3 separate regions of the Rattus norvegicus genome follow, and regions 2 and 3 are each linked to region 1. The links are chromatin contacts, called in public Hi-C maps. All regions are on one chromosome and are shown on one strand. Each heading gives the region's core, a stretch centred on a gene start, on an enhancer-like site or on the middle of the called end of the contact. The rest is flanking DNA. Distances are from core to core; before and after follow the strand shown.

Region 1 (2,650 bases), core at 113-2,612:
CTATGATGTATATGATGTCTATGGTGAGGGTGTAATTTTAAAAGAGACGAACAGGTTTCCTGCGGCTGGCTGACCCAACCTGTTCTATGAACACAACAGTCAACTTAGTAGCTCTGGCTGAGGAAACTCTGCATTAAACAAAGAAACATAAAAAACTATGTCTAGATCTTGAATAAGGAAAGAAGCATAACAGAGATAAAAAGAGAAGGTAACCCTGTACAAATGCAGGAAGTTGGAACAGGATGGGTTTCTAGAAAGCTAGTTTAGCTGTCACCAACTTTTCAGGTGGAGAAGACGGAAGTGACAGCCACGTGCTTTCTCCCGCTGTGAAATAACGCATTATCTTCAGGCTACCAACTACATACTCAACACATCCTGCGTACTGACTAAGTCCTTCAGCATTCTGCAGCCCTTCAATCTTCACTTTAACTTGTCTCGGGGACCAGAATTTTAGGTCAAAAACAGGACCAGGTTAACAACATCAACACTGTAAAGCATAGAAGAGAGTGTGGACAGAGACACTGACCTACTGTGGAAAGTTATGGACTAAGTAAGTTCTTTGTGTAAACACTGTGTTGAAACCCAGGAAGGGGGTCTAAAGTGTCCACTAGTGTACTATTTCAAAGGCTGCAGAAATCCGGCATATCCACAGGCCATAATTATGACTTCCCTCTCCTTGCATTAATTTGTTTATGAAATAGCTCAGAGTGTGGCAGACTTTATTAATCACTTGCTATGGTGTGTGTTTGGGCTGGTGAACACAGAAACCTAAGACCGTAGCAATAACCTTCCAGGGAGCTTCTAACTTTGTTTTTAATCCTGGGGATGTATACTGCACATAAACCCATTTTAGCAGCCTAATAGGCCTGTCTCAACACCCCTGTAGTTGTAACATGCTGTGGGCTAGCCAGGAAGGCTTCAGCTCCATATATATTATATATATAATATATATAAATTATATATACATATAATTTCTTTAAATCTCATGTTACATGCTCTAAAATCAAAATAGTATCATATGACACATTACTAACAATATTAGAGTCGGTCGTCTTTTTCTTTAAGGTTGAGGAAAGGCTACATATCTGTCTTGATTTTATTTAAAAACCAGTCCATATACTGATTACTTTTCATGAAAGCAATTCCTCCAGCCTTCTGTGGCTCCACCCTGAAAAGCTCTATACTTACTTTTCTTACAGTTTTTTGAGTGACGCACTACAAACCGACCAGAAAGGGAGGAAAAGCGGCAGCCCTCTCAAGCAGGGCGTCTTCCGCCCTGTAAACTTGGCAAAAAGCACACTGGACTGAAATACAGCACTCTCCATATAAGGCAGCCCAACTAAACATGTCATGCGTAATTTATGGGTGGCAGGCAGAGCATTAACCTCTGCGTGCACATACTTGGCCCACATGAAGCCGGTGCTGGATGGCAGCCCCGGCAGAGGGATGCGGGCGCTGCCGGGACCCGCGCGACCCGTGGCCGTCCCCATCGACCCTGGCAGAGGTCACCGAGTTCACAGCACTCGGTCACGCACCTGCCCCAGCTCCCGGGCCACCGGTCCTGCCCCGCGGCGCCCTGCGGGGGCCCGCAGAGAGGCGCGGAGCAGGGCCGGGAGCCTCAGCGCGCGGCCACGGTACGGGCCGAGGACCCCCGAGCGCCACCGGAGGCCGCCGCAGCGCCGCCCGCAGCGCAGAACAATGCGCGGCCGCCCCGCCACTCACCTCTCACGTGGCCGTGCAGGCTGCCCGCCGGGGCCCCGACTGCCCGGGGCATTGTGGGATCGCTACTCCGGGATGCCCGCCACGGGAAAGGAAACTGGCCGGGTCCGGGTCACCGGAGCATGGCTAGCGCCCCGACTCGTCGGGCTGCGTTGAGAGACTGTGGCATGTCGCCGTGCAGCCTCTTATCGCCGCGCGCCGGTTTCCGCCGCTGCGCGGCCCCTCCCCCGCGCCAGCCCCGCCAGGAAGGCGCGCGGACGCGCCGAGCTCCCACGCGCAGCCCCGGCCCCCGCCCGCCCGCTCGCCCGCTCGCCCGGGCCCGCGCCGCTCACCGCTGCTCCAGCTCCTGGGGCTCCGCGCCCAGTCTGCGAGGCCCGCAAGGTTAGACGGAAGGTTAGAGTCAGCGGCCCGGCCTGCAGCGGCAGAAGAACCGCACCGCCTGGAACCTGGAAGGCGAAGGGCGGGAAAGAAGCTGCACGGGTGTTGGTGGGTATCTTTCTCAGCAATCAACGCTCAGTTTTGGAGTTCTGCGAGAAAACTGATCGTCACCCAAACACAAACACAGGCCACCTTCCCGCCTCATCGGCAAATAAAACTTGCAGTTTAAAGGCTCCCTTACTTCCAACTCTGCCAGGTGGTGTACAGAAAGCAAGCAGAGCTTCCTCTTTTAAAATAAAATAACATCTTAGGCTATGCAGAGGTACTCCCACGCAAACAAACCCTGGGCAACTGCCGGCCCGAGCAAATGAAACACCAGCCCCTATTTCACGAGGTGCTATCCTGTAACTTGGCTTTGAATGAAAAGAATTATGAGTGCCTAAGAAGAGATAAAGTTTGAACATCTGTGGACGGGATTTCCGGTGAATTTCAGGAATTCTGATAACTTCGTCAGGGATGATTTTTGACTAAAAGACGTTTGTTTCATGGTTTG
Region 2 (2,650 bases), core at 39-2,538, 120 kb before region 1:
ACTGTTTATCAAGCCTGTTAATGCATGCCATGCTAAAATTCTGAACAGTAATTTCAAACTAGAACCATATCTCTAATTTCCTTTTCAGTCAGCAACCATAAAGCATGCACTCATCCTCAACTCCAAGACTATGACAATCAAGTGACGGTCTACTAAAACGTGTTTTTATCAGGGCATATTTCACAAAAGCGCCTGTCTCAATGAAAGGACTCGGAGCTTATGACAACATCTTCAGAGAGTTTTAGAATCGCTCCTGCACACTAGCCACTGTCTTCCATGTTTATGAGATGCTCTGCACTTCAACCGTTTGTTCACGGCCATAAACATTGTATTGTATTGATCTCTACAATAAACATCCAGAAACAACTGTGCCAAATATTTTTCCTAAATCTTTGATGTATGAGAATTAGCACCATGTGCAAGATTTTAAGGATACTGAGACAAAGTGAAATAAGAGACACCCTGATCCCAGTTCCTAGTCCTCATCTAAGAACCTAAACACGATGCTGTTGGTTTTTGTAACTGTTATATTAACCAAAACAGCATAACTATATCCTAACAAAATAGTACAAATACTGGACCAGGTCATGTCCTTTCAGTTTCAAAGCCATTCTGGCCATAAACACTTTAAGAACTGTAATGGAAACCATGAAGGGCCAACTCTTCAGCCTACCTCCAGTCTGTCTGTCCGCATTAACTTCTGTGCAGCAGCTGCAGCAGCTGCTGGCACCGGAACTCCAGGATTCCCCGTGACCAACATTGGTGCAGTCGGCAAGATCTCTGCTGGAACCAGGCTTGGGGAAACAGGCCCCAGGTAGGGATTAAAGGCTGCTGATGCATTGGTGGCTAAGCTTGGTGCAACTGAAAACATTGGCTGGAAATTAAAACAAAAAGCAAATTTTAATGGCAAGCCTCAATTCCAAATTGATACTTACACAACTATCATTTATTCTTCATTTATCATTCATTTCTTCCTTTATTTCTATTTAATTCTGTCTTTAATTTAGTCTAAGAAGATTTTAGTATACAGACATGTGCTAGGTCATTGTTTTTCCCAAAATCTAGCAGGCAGACTATGCATTAACACCTCCAGAGGGTTTTCAAAGTTTGGCATCTAGAATACTTGCGGTTTAACGTCTTAAATATCTCAGTACAGACAATTGTTTGTGGTCACTCAGTCTCCACCTTTGTGACTCAATCCTAGAAAACTGTCTGAGACACACACTGTGTAACTGCTGTGTCATGTACGCTCGAAACGTTTGTTCTCAAGTGTTAACAGACTATAAGGGCCTATCATCCGAGCAGACACAGAAGTCCCCGGGGATCACTGAGTGCTACAGCCAGAGCATTTATCAGATCTTGTGGGTTGTGAGAGGTGATGATTACATTGTCTTTCGAGCACAGAAGAGACAGCATTTGGCCTCGTCACTTGATGTGGGTTTCTCAGAAGAAAGGTTCAATGCTCTACAAGCCCATCCCATGCTTGTGAGGCGCTGAGCAATGGAAATTAACCTTCCCCAGAAAAAGGCTGGAATGTGAAGACAGACAGAATATGTCTCAGGAAATGCCACAGAATTATTAAAATTAACTATGCCCGGCAACATGGGATGGGCTGTCAGCAGGCAGGACTGGGGTGGTGCTACTGCATTCGATGGAGAGAATCCAGGGATCTACTATGTGTAAATGACATTGTTTAATATGAAAGTTTAAGGTCCTAAAGGACTATGCCATAGTTGAGCATGCAGCCTACGTGACAGCTCTGCGTGTGTACAAGTTTCTAGTAAGAAGAGTGTGACTGTTTAATACAAACACCGACTCACTGGGAAGAATTGCTAACAGCATAGCTCACACTGATATGTGAATGCCATGCTTAGTTACTCTGACAGCTCTGTGACGCTTGTCTAATGAAGTATCCTAGAGTAAGTCTTTTGCCTCCAAACTCCAAACCTATACCAATGCAAAGCAGCTGCCCTCAGGCAATAAAAAGCACCCTGTGTCACACTAATAACAACCTGGATCCACATGTAAAACTGGGCCCAGTGGCATCTGTCTCTCAGCAAAACTCCAAACAGCATCTGATTTCAGGCTTTCTCTTTGTGCGCTAGAGGCCAGGGCAGGGCCATGACAGGGGCAGTCCTACATGGTGATCATACATTAAACTTCAACTTCTCTCCAAGAATATTCTAGTCAAATTTGTATTCTGTTGCACACAGTCAGATACAGGGCATGGAATCCCAGAGCAGATAGAAGAATTGTTATAAATTTAGCAGAGTTCTAAACGATTGAAAGTTAGTTATATCCTTCCTCTTTGCATTCATTGCTGTAAATTAAAATGAGTTTCCAGAAGGCCATTTGGTGCTTACTTTAGGAAGTTACTGATATGTTTATGTCACTGTATACTATAGTAATTACTTAAGGCTATTGCATTCATAAAGGCATTCAGGATGAAGAAATTGTTCTCCGACTTGACACAATAATGACAGTATGCCAATAAAACTCGATCTCAATTAGTCTCATCAAATAAAATACAGTGAAAACCTACATGTGGATAGAATGCAGCTGTCACAAATTATGAGCACCTTGTGTTGGTGGAAGTTTACCACTCAGAGTGGATCCTAACCCTTAGGAAAGCCAGTGACTGTGGCCACTC
Region 3 (2,650 bases), core at 48-2,547, 79 kb after region 1:
TGCCTCCTCTTTCTTGGGGTTCCCTGAGTGCTAGAAAGCTCAACACTCTTAGAAAGGTCCTCTGCTTCATTTCAGTAGCAGAAACACCTATATGCATTATATTCTCAGGAAAACTCAGTAATCTTTTCACACTGATAAGTACTTGTTTTTCTAACTTTTCAAAATTGTATGTTGAATGTTGGAGGGGGCCTAGGAAATTTTAAGTAACCTCAAAACATTATTTTTAAAAATTAAAGCTTTGCGCAGTGACAGTATCGTAACCAATGAGGTTTATATGAGGCATAATTATTGCTAATTGAAAAATTAAATGTAAGCTATGTGGTGGTGACCTCCATGCCTTTTATCCCAGCACTCTGGAGGCATAGGCAGGTGAGTCTCTGAATTTGAGGCCAGGCTGGTTCAGGGCTACACTGAGAAACCCTCTCTAGAAAAAAACAAAAAGAAACACAACCTACTCTAGTAGAGAAAAGATAGTGTTTACCTTGCCAAGGACTTGGGAACAACTTCTGAGGGCAGCAGCTTCAGTGCCAGAGCTCACAGGATGAGGATGTGGGCACAGCACCGACAGACATGTGGCATTTACGAGCATGTTTGAGCAACAACAAAGAGGCAGATGCAGAATGCGGATCATTTGCAGAGCTGAACAAGGCCTGAAGAGGCAATCTGAAGCCATGTCTTAAAGTACGTTTTAGACCAAGTAGAACTGATAATTTTAGGTCTGTTTTAGGAGTCTGAATAAGCCACCTATACCCCTAAACTCCTAATTGTGGGAATGGGTGGGTGTTGCCTCTGACTTTTCTGCTGCTTTTGGGACACTTTTTCTTCTACTGGATTGCCTTGTCCAGCCTTGATATGAGGGTATGTGCCAGGCCTTGCTATAACGTGATATGCTCTATTTCGTTGATACCGCTGGGAGGCCTAGGCCTGCTTTTCTCTGAAGGGAAACAGGAAGGATGCATCTGGTGGAGAGAGGACATGAGGGCTGTGAGAAGTGGAAGGAGAGAAAACTGCACTCAGGATGTAGTAAATGAGAAAAGAATACAAAATGTGATGATATGATTTATTCCCATCCAGACCATAATATAAGCCCTTTGAAACTATCCTTACATTTCAATTTTTTTCTGCTTTCTGTATCCTGTCATCTCACCAACAGCTCTGTGGACACTCAGTGCCAAACCCTCCCATTTTGTTCATCATCTCTTTTTAATTTCGTCTAATCTCTTTTACTCATGTCTTTAGATGAACCCTTCTTAATGGTTCTCAGCTAAGCTTTGGAAACAGATATGGAAAACTTGGCCTCTAGCTCCGTCCCTTTTACTACTACATTCCTTGTAGTGATGTTGTTTCAAATAACATCAGAGAACAAACCAAATACATTGAACGCATTGTCCAACTTGACTTAAGGAGGACCTGTTGTCTGATTGAAGTTGGCTAATATACTGTATGTGTATGCACAAACTCAGGTACCACAGTGGTCCCGTGAAGCGCAGACTGCTTTACAATATAATGATCAGCACAGAAAGGAAGAGCTGCCTAAGACCCTCACTGAACTCTTCATCATGAGTGCTTCACACACGACAGCTGGTTCCTCCCCTTTATTTAGAACAGAGAGCAGAGACAGCCCCAAGGGATAAAAGTCCTTATGGCATTTACTTAGTTTAAGGTTGAGGCCGTAAAATGACCATTGGGCCACATTTTATTTAAACTGGATCATTTAACTTAAAATTTGCTACTTAAAACATTTCATACAAAATTAAGAGTTGTGGCTTCTGTTGAAAATGCAGAAGGTTTGTCCACGGAGTATCAGTAACTTAGGTCGCAGGTAAGAGAAGGGCAGATTCTTTAAAAGGTACCAGTGTTTCTCCTTCTGCATCCCAGTCAACATCTATCTCCTAATACAACTCTGGAGCCAATGAGACAGAGGATGAGAGACAGTACAGGAAGATACGTGGGATCGAGTCGTCTTTCATCCCAATAAGGAAGGATTTTCAGAGAGTTCATAGTTTTGCTCATGATAACAAAAGAATATTTCTTGAATACTTCTGTGTATGGGTGAGGAGGAGCTGGTATAATGTCAATTTCTTTGGATGGAAAATAAACCCTACCTAAAATCTCTTATTTCCTCCTCCAATACTCAATCACTCTTAGGCTCTTCGGAGAGCACAGAGAATCAACAAATAGATAGTCATCATTATAAAAATCTAAAGAAGTTGAGTTGGGGATGAAAGAGAAATATAGGGATTGAGAGAGAAATGTAGAGAAAAACACTTTTTTGATAAGTAAGATAGAGCAAGAATTCCTAATGAGATAAAAGGCTAATAAGTAATGTAAACAAGAGTTTCTACCTTTTTAAGTATTTGAAGACATCGGTAAATATCCCTGCCTGGAGCTGAGTAAGAGACCAGCAAACCTATTAAGCAGCCGTGTACTTCCTATTACAGTTTACTGGTGTTCACGCTTAGGAACCCAATCGAGTATCATAGGGAAGGCAGCAGGCTAAAGAGTCTGCTTTCTGAATTTAAAAGAACCATATCTGACTCTGCTTATTCTAAAGGAATCACATTTGCCTATAGTAATGCATATAAATTTAGGCAATGGTGTCTAAACCAGTAGTTCTCAACAATCCTAATGCCGTGACCCTTTAATACCA

What was found. Hi-C and Micro-C count contacts between places; a contact is called where the count stands out from the background.
Region 2: a contact with region 1 is called in a Hi-C map of the A7r5 cell line, with 6 times the contacts expected there. The contact joins the enhancer-like site here to the promoter of LOC120100833 in region 1. A contact is called at or near these places in 8 of 12 Hi-C or Micro-C datasets (the A7r5 cell line, the Rat2 cell line, Schwann cells and 5 more) and 1 of 1 datasets of contacts at active chromatin or transcription factors (oligodendrocytes).
Region 3: a contact with region 1 is called in a Hi-C map of the A7r5 cell line, with 3 times the contacts expected there. The contact joins the enhancer-like site here to the promoter of LOC120100833 in region 1. A contact is called at or near these places in 3 of 12 Hi-C or Micro-C datasets (the A7r5 cell line, the Rat2 cell line and mammary epithelial cells).

What each region holds. Positions count from the first base shown.
Region 1 is chr2:146,819,262-146,821,911 of GRCr8, reverse strand. It overlaps LOC120100833 (protein FAM246C-like), which reads left to right and starts at 1,362. Exons shown (of 2, transcript XM_039103697.2): 1 at 1,362-2,650. The coding sequence starts at 1,362. The coding sequence ends at 2,105. It overlaps Mbnl1 (muscleblind-like splicing regulator 1), which reads right to left and starts at 1,878. Exons shown (of 10, transcript NM_001412543.1): 1 at 1,723-1,878.
Region 2 is chr2:146,936,084-146,938,733 of GRCr8, reverse strand. Mbnl1 (muscleblind-like splicing regulator 1) reads right to left here. Exons shown (of 10, transcript NM_001412543.1): 4 at 674-874. Among named protein-coding and RNA genes, the nearest start is that of Mbnl1, 120 kb to the right of the region's middle. Within about 2 kb of position 1,288, at least 8 of the 93 cell types and tissues checked have an H3K27ac peak or open chromatin away from gene starts, as enhancers often do. A contact at or near this core is called in the A7r5 cell line, where this site is marked.
Region 3 is chr2:146,740,663-146,743,312 of GRCr8, reverse strand. All of the region lies in intron 1 of LOC120100832 (a long non-coding RNA gene), which reads right to left. It also overlaps the pseudogene LOC120101133. Among named protein-coding and RNA genes, the nearest start is that of Mbnl1, 78 kb to the left of the region's middle. Within about 2 kb of position 1,297, at least 6 of the 93 cell types and tissues checked have an H3K27ac peak or open chromatin away from gene starts, as enhancers often do.